Regions from separate parts of the Mus musculus genome. Here region 1 is linked to region 2. The links are chromatin contacts, called in public HiChIP or PLAC-seq maps. All regions are on one chromosome and are shown on one strand. Each heading gives the region's core, a stretch centred on a gene start, on an enhancer-like site or on the middle of the called end of the contact. The rest is flanking DNA. Distances are from core to core; before and after follow the strand shown. Region 1 overlaps A730056A06Rik (RIKEN cDNA A730056A06 gene). Region 2 has its middle 17 kb from the start of Gm20083.

Evidence for each region. HiChIP or PLAC-seq counts read pairs in DNA pulled down with a chosen protein or histone mark.
Region 1: a contact with region 2 is called in an H3K27ac HiChIP or PLAC-seq map of T-cell acute lymphoblastic leukemia, with 5 times the contacts expected there. The contact joins two enhancer-like sites. A contact is called at or near these places in 2 of 484 Hi-C or Micro-C datasets (embryonic stem cells and forebrain) and 4 of 115 datasets of contacts at active chromatin or transcription factors (the SCID.adh cell line, T-cell acute lymphoblastic leukemia, embryonic basal ganglia and 1 more).

The regions. Positions count from the first base shown.
Region 1 is chr7:73,358,205-73,361,867 of GRCm38.p6, reverse strand. The region is part of intron 1 of A730056A06Rik (RIKEN cDNA A730056A06 gene); the gene reads left to right. Among named protein-coding and RNA genes, the nearest start is that of Rgma, 15 kb to the left of the region's middle. Within about 2 kb of position 2,392, at least 4 of the 459 cell types and tissues checked have an H3K27ac peak or open chromatin away from gene starts, as enhancers often do. A contact at or near this core is called in the SCID.adh cell line and T-cell acute lymphoblastic leukemia, where this site is marked.
Region 2 is chr7:73,198,600-73,202,448 of GRCm38.p6, reverse strand. No RefSeq gene overlaps it. Among named protein-coding and RNA genes, the nearest start is that of Gm20083, 17 kb to the right of the region's middle. Within about 2 kb of position 2,303, at least 21 of the 459 cell types and tissues checked have an H3K27ac peak or open chromatin away from gene starts, as enhancers often do. A contact at or near this core is called in the SCID.adh cell line and T-cell acute lymphoblastic leukemia, where this site is marked.

The DNA.
Region 1 (3,663 bases), core at 1,143-3,642, 160 kb before region 2:
TTTAAGACTAGTCACTGCATAGGAAACCCAGAAGTTCCCTGAAATATTAGTGTTTATACAACCATGAAAGTTTCTCAGTCTTGACAACTGCCTTGAACATTTATGTCTCCACATTGGAAATTAGTCAGAAAGTGGGGAAAAAAATCTAGTCAGTTAAGTATAAAAATCAAACTTCTATCTACCCCAGAAGGCTAAATTATCCTCTCTCTCCATCTCTCTGTCTCTCCATCTCTTTCTCTGTCTCTCCATCTCTCTCTGTCTCTGTCTCTCTGTATGTGTCTGTGTGTGTGCAGAAGACATTATTTTGTCATGGAAAGGTGAGAGAAGAGTGTGCAGAGCATGTATGGAATCCAGGCATTGTAGAGGTTGCCAGGCAGCTAATTAACAAAAAGATTAGATGGCTCTTCTGGATGGTAAAACATTTATTGTAAACTCTTTGAAGTATAAAATTTTCCGTATTCTAAGCAAATGCTCATTTTCATATCAAATTCCCAACGTCTAGAATTTATTAGCCTCAGGTTTGCCAGACTCTGAATCTACTGATGTCCCACTCTGTTTTGACCTGTCTTGCTCGTGTCTGTCTTAGGCATGCTCGGAGACTCCTGTGTGATATCACCACTCCCAGTCATCAAAACACAAAGCTAAGAAGGCCTTTTGGTTTATGCTCTCGTCTCCCCCCACCTCTCCCCCCCGGAGTAGGCCTGCTGTGTCAGGAGCCAGGCAGTGGGCATTTGAGTTGCAGGGACCATGTCTTATACTCAGTGACCCCAAGAAAATTGCTGATGTTTTCATTGGTTTGGATCATAAAAGAAGGCTGACTGTACATACCTTTCAGCATCATTGAGAGGCTGTAAGTGAAGTGACTTACAACCGCTGAGACAATGCCTGGCAGTATTTCCAGCAAGCCTCACATATGGTAAATACTAAATAAAGGTTGAATTAGGGAGCTTGCAATCGTGTTGGAAAGAAAGGCTCTGAGGCCATGGGTATGTCAAACGGGGGCTTCCGAATCAAGGCCATTCATCGTTCTCAAACTACGTGATTGGGTGGAGATAAAACAGCATTTTTATTACCTAGAGCGCATCGTCAATGAAGCTCATTAACTGGTCTCTTGACAGTGTTTGGAGTTTTGCTTGATTCCTTGATTCTTCAAATGTTTTCTGCAAGCACACAGAATGCAAATAGCAACAGCAAGCTGGCTGTAGACCTTGTGATTGTAAGTTCATGGTCATCATGCTGATCGTGCTGTCGACAATCACCAGCCTATGACATCTCCCTCTCCCCTTTAACAGTATCTGTAGCATCACTATAAATCTCTAGGCTTTTGAGGGACATATGTACTTGTGATTTTTTTTCTCGGCCTGCCTATGGTGGCCACTTGGAACAAACACTAAAGTGGAAGCTGTTGTGAAGGCTTTGGAATGATCGACAATGGCAATCATTTGCTTTAGAGCACAACAGAACAGACCACCCCTTTACAATTTGCTTGAATGTTGCAAGACTGGGGCATCCCAAAGAGTTCTGTCTTCTGCCTAAGTTGGCAGACTGCCCACCTTAACACAATGTGAACTTTCCAGCGCCACAATTTTAGAAGCCAATGTCTCAGGGATCAATCCCTCTGTGCAAGAATGTGTCCATATCGCCCAGTCTGCATGGACAAAGGTTACCAATAGCGGAGGATGTTCTAGTTGCCATACTTATTATACCAAGTAGCGTGGTATTTGCATGGAACCTACACACATTTTCATAGATTTGAAAATCTCGTTGAGATGACTTTGTTTCTGATACAGTGTGAGTGCCCTGCAGGTGGCTGTTCTTTATGCTGCCGTGTTGGGGGAACGTGGCAAGAGAAATCTGTGTGTGTTATTATGATGCTACCTGTGCGTTTCCAGGCTGCAGCTGGTTGAATCCATAGACGTGGAACCCATGGAAAATGGAGAGCCAACTTCTGCTTCTCTCGAAAAGCCCGTCTAGACAGTATTCCAACCATTCAACTGGAGACTTACTAGGCAGGAGGCATGTGCTCCCTCCCGCCTTCATCCCTCAGTGGGAACTCACTGAGATAAACAGCAGGAAGGAGGCAGGACAGGACGTGGCTTGTAAAATGCCATGGGAACATAATGGACTCAGCTTGTTGTTCCCTGAAAGTATCTGGTAGGCACTTGGTGAGTGGCAAGGTAGTGAGTGTCCTTGAACCTCCAAGATATACCCAAGACTTGATTAGACAGAGCTCCCTTTGTGGTAACTCCTGAGCCTAAACCTCAGTGGCTATATGATGGGAAGATGGGCAGACTGTTCCCAAACAGGCAATTCTTCTTCCCCTGCTTTCTCCACAGTCCAAATCATCAAGTTTTAAGCCTTTTAAATTTGTGGGATGCTTCCACTTGCCCCTGGGAGTAGGATGGGCTTGGACACCGTGTGACTGCTTTGGAAGTGGAGGGGAAGGGAAGAAGAGCCAGAAGGGAAAAGGTGAGGTCAGAGCATGCCTGACAAGACAGAGAGCTCTGATGCTAAGTCTTGTCTCTAGCCTGTGACTTTGGGCTGGCCACAGGCCATAGAGTTCTTTGAACTCTCTCTTGTCACCTGCAAAGTGGATGATAACCTCTTTCTTTGAAGGTTTGGCAAAAGGATCCAATGAGATCCTTCACAGAAACACCAAAACTGTGGCCTTAAGGCTACTTGAAGAACAGACAATGCACTGCACGACAGAGGACAATTCTAGGACTATATCCATTTTTTCTATATGTAGTCTTCCCTTAAAGACAGTAGGAAGCTTACGTGCTTTTTATACATACCCACACACCCACACCGTACTGATTGTTTCCCATATATGGGTGGTAATGCTTCAGGAATGAATAAACTAACAGTCCATCTCTAAAGATCTCTCTGTGTAAGATCCATTTCTCTCTGTCCCTGTCTTTTCTCTCTCTACCTTCTTTTTTTCCTTATTTTCTTTAGATTTTGATACAGAGACTCACAAAGTTGTTCCAACCAGCCTTGAATTCACTCTGTAGCCCCTCAAGGCTTTTTAACTTGTGATCTTCCTGCCTTAGCCTCTGGAGGAGCAGCTAGGATTACAGGTGTGCACAGGCTCAGATCTTTTTGCTTATCAGATGCCTATCAACTCCCCAGGACAGCTGCTGTGGGCTTCACAGAAACGGAGCAGCCCCATCTCCGGTGAAAGAGCAACGCCCTTAGGGCCAGAGAGATGAGCTGGAGCCCTTGTGCACAGCCTCAGTTCCCTTACTGCATACAGGGAAGTCACACTTGCCTTAGTCACACTTTCAGATTTGTGCAAAGTGAATGTTATTCTCACATTCATTGTCCTGAGTCCAACTCTCTCTCTCTCTCTCTCTAAAAGATTTTTTTTTGAGTATATGAGTACACTGTAGCTATCTTCAGACACACCAGAAGAGGGCATGGGATCCCATTACAGATGGTTGTGAGCCACCATGTGGTTGCTGGGAATTGAACTCAGAACCTCTGGGAAAGCAGCCAGTGCTCTTAACTGCTGAGCCATCTCTCCAGCCCCGAGTCCAACTCTTATTGACTCGGATGTTAAATCAACCTCTATCTGACTACGGACGACCTGTAGCCTTCTTTCCAGCACCGGCCAGGTCTAGGTCTATTTGGATAGGGATGTGGTGGGAAGTGGAGAGGCCC
Region 2 (3,849 bases), core at 1,054-3,553:
TACACTATTAAATCCCACAAGGAATTGCTAAACCGATCTGTGCTGAAATCCAATCGGTAAAACTTAATTCGCTCACGTATGAATTTAACAGGTAATTCTGACAAGCACACTAATAGTAGCACTCACGTCTAAGCGACCAAGCAAGAGTTGGATGCCATGACATGAGCAAGAAAACTCACACAATACCTCGAAGCATTGACACAAAAATGTCCAAACTTTATTGACAGATACAAAGGGAGATTCAGATGATGGGACACATCCTACATGTCACTTGCAGGATGCAATGATGTAAGCCTGCTAATGAGCTTCATAAGTCTTAGTCTGAAATTCCCAGGGTAATTGTGTATGTGTGTGTGTGTGTGTGTGTGTGTGTGTGTGTGTGTGTGTGTGTGTGTGAGAGAGAGAGAGAGAGAGAGAGAGAGGGAGAGAGCACTAAATAAAAACGATTCTACAGTCAATGGGAGTAATAATTATTGGCTATGAAATGTATAAGAGCACACTAATAAAATAGTCGGGATGGGGCTGTAGCTTAGTTGGTAGAGTGCTTGCCGAGCAAGCTTGAAGCCCTGGGCTGGATTCCTAAGCATCACATAAAACCAGGTATAGTGGCACATGCCTGTAATCCCAGCACTTGGGAGGCTATTTTCAAGCTACATAGTGAGTTCAAGGCCAGTTGTCAAAACCGAAACAGTAACCTCCTGGACTTGTGGCGGGGCTGACTGGTCTGCTGGACCATAGTCTGCCTTCCAGAACTCGGTGGACAACCAAGTGGTCATCACACAATGCATCTTTCCAAACGGCATCGGCTCTTGGGGAGGGGAACTCAAATGAAAGCCTCTTCTCACTTCAAACACCAAAATAAACTCCAGATGGAGTCGTAATTGAAATGCAAAAATATTCTGCTATGTTTGTAATTAAGCAAATGCAAATTAAAAATAAAATGTCACCCCTCCTCCTGCCCTGGTATATTAGCAAAGGTCTGAAAAGGCTTTTGATTTGGGCAGCGACGATAGAAAGGGAACCCCCCCCCCCCTCCTGGAGACCTTGCCAGGGACTGAAAATGATTTTGAACTTCTGGAGAGCAGTACTTGGTAAAAAGCTCAAATAAGTTCACATCATTGTCCTATTCCATGTTCGGCATCAGACACACTGGTGTGGAGGCAAAAATTTACTCATCACTGTTTTTTATTCCAGTCATTTACAACAAAGTGGATCTAATAATTGGGAGGTTGTTAATCATCACATGGTTTTTAGATGAAATATTATGGAGCCAACAAATAAAACATTTTTAAAAACTATTTAATGATACTAAGATTCTTAAGAGACAATGTTAAATAAGGAAAGTATATATTATACTTGGGTACAAATATATGTCATAATTTGGATTAAAATATATAAAATTACAAAGCATTACAAATAAGCATAGGAAAACACCAATAGTGCTACATAGGGCAAAGTTATAGGATTTATGTATATATTTTCCCCAAAATTAATTAATTAATTAATTAATTAATTAATTTTGACAGAAGGTCTCACTGTGTAGACCTTGCTGTCCTGGAACTTGCTGTGTAGAGCAGTTTGCCCTCCAGTTCACAGACAGCTGCCTGCCTCTGTAGTCTCAGCTCTCTGCACCACTGTGCCTGCTATTTCTCAAATTTTCTACATTGAAAACGAAGTACTTTGGTGAACAGAAAAAGAATTATTATTATTTTTTAAAAAGCACCATCAAAGGAAACAATAAAAAAAAGTTAGAGTTTAAAAATGGAAACTAAAAACAATGAAGAAAGAACTGCTAACTCTTCAGGGATGGGCATGGACTTCGAAGGCAATAAAGGTATACCCTGCACAGTGGTGAGTGTCAAAAAGTATGTACGGACATGGCAAACATGTAAGAGATACCTGAGAATGAAAAGACGAACACGTCGTGCCCAGTTTCATGAAGAATACAGGCAGAGAAGATGGATGGATCTACAGCAGTTCACACTGAGGCCAGAGATCTTTTCGAGTGTCTTCTTTGGTGGTGGTCTAGGGACTTGGCTCACAGCAAACATTACTTTGTGAAAGCAATTACAGTACCTACTGAACAAGGAGTACTACTGCTAAGGGAGGCAAAATTTGCCACCCTGGTTTATTTCTGTGGGTTTTGTGGCTTTGGAAAGCCCTGCCGTGACATTCGGTTATAAAGCCAAGAAGAGCAGGAACCAGGGCCTTTGCTGCCTGGCAGGAAAGTGAGGTTCCCATGGGCTTGTCTAACACCTGCTGATAAACAATGCTGGCTGCACCTGGCTCCTGGTGCAACAGGCTCATTGTGAAAGCCCTCGTGGGTGGCAGTGGCTGGGAGAAACGGCAGCTGTGATATGTGCTTGCTGTGCTCCTCAATGCCAGGTCTGAATCATCCTTTGGAAGTCATTGCCACCCATGAGATCGTATAAGCGATAAAGAAGTCTAAGTTTAGGAGAACCACCAGCTGAAATGCTGCTGCTGGGAAGCTCTATGCCATTTTGATGGTCAGAGGCCCCGCCATTCTCCTAGCAACACATGAACCAATGGGCAATGCTTTGAATGGAATCAAATATGACTTCCAAGGTAAAGATTGCCAACCCATACTGGGATTTTGACTTTTCTTTTCTTTTCTCTTCTCTTCTTTCCCTTTCTTTTCTTTTCTTTTCTTTTCTTTTCTTTTCTTTTCTTTTCTTATTATGGTGACAAAGGCAACTTCAGGAAGGAAGGTTTTATTTTAGCTTATTGTTCCAGTTTACAGTCCATCAAAGAGATGACTTATACTTTGCAGAATGCTGGGGTCATGTGACATCCACAGCCAAGAAACAGTGAATGATAAATGACTGTGATCGACTCATTTTCTTCTTTTCATGTAGTCTGAGTTCCCAGCCTAGGGAATAGTGCCACCCACAGCGGGCTGGCCTTCCTGCCTCAGTTAACTTAATCAAGATAACTGCCCATAGGCATGCCCTGGGGGCATTTCTCCTAGAGATTCTAGAGCTTGTCCAGGAATAATTAATACTAATGACCACAGACTTCAAAACATAATCTCCTCTGTAGCTGTGATTGGTTCTCCACACTCGTGTGTTGGGTGTACCTTGTTCAGATGCTTGGTGTAAAGAGAATAGAGATGACACCATATTCATAGCTGGATAAGGTCCATAGATGACCTCCAGTTACCTCTGGGCAGTGCTGCCCTGAAGATCTCTGGCAAATCCACCGAGAAGCCTTGTTTGCTTAAGATGTCCACTATTTAGTATCTATTATATCAGTATAGATACTCAAGGGCATTGCAGGCTCTTCAGAGCCAGAACAACACTTAAACAAATAGCAGCTAGTGTGCTTATGAGCTTCAGATGACCTGGGCTCAAATCCTCGCTCTACTGTTGACCAGCTGTGTGGTGGCAGCATGCCGTCTAACTTCCACTACTCCTTGGTTTCTTTTTCTGTGTCGTGGGTGATCATTGGAGTGTAGGCACAGATGCTTTTGATCAGGATAACCAGAGACTTCTTACCATGAAGCTTAAAGGAGAGAACACATGGGGGAGAACAAGGGGCGTCTATAGTGTTCTAATGTCCCATCCCAACAATGGCATGTGGGAATAGTCGGGGTTGCATCTCCTCTGAAGAGAGGTGGGTGAGCTCTGCCAGCCTTCACCTCCCCAGGGCTGGGTCAGCATGCTTGGGTACCTCTTTCTGGCTTTTTCTGGTTTCTGAGAGTTGAAGTCAGGTTCCTGTGCTTGCAAGGCAAACAGAGTCATTTCCCAAGCCCCATTTGGCCATCATTGGAATAAAAGTGAAGGGGGGAAGAGTCTGTTTAGGATTACATTAACCTCTACTTTATTCTCT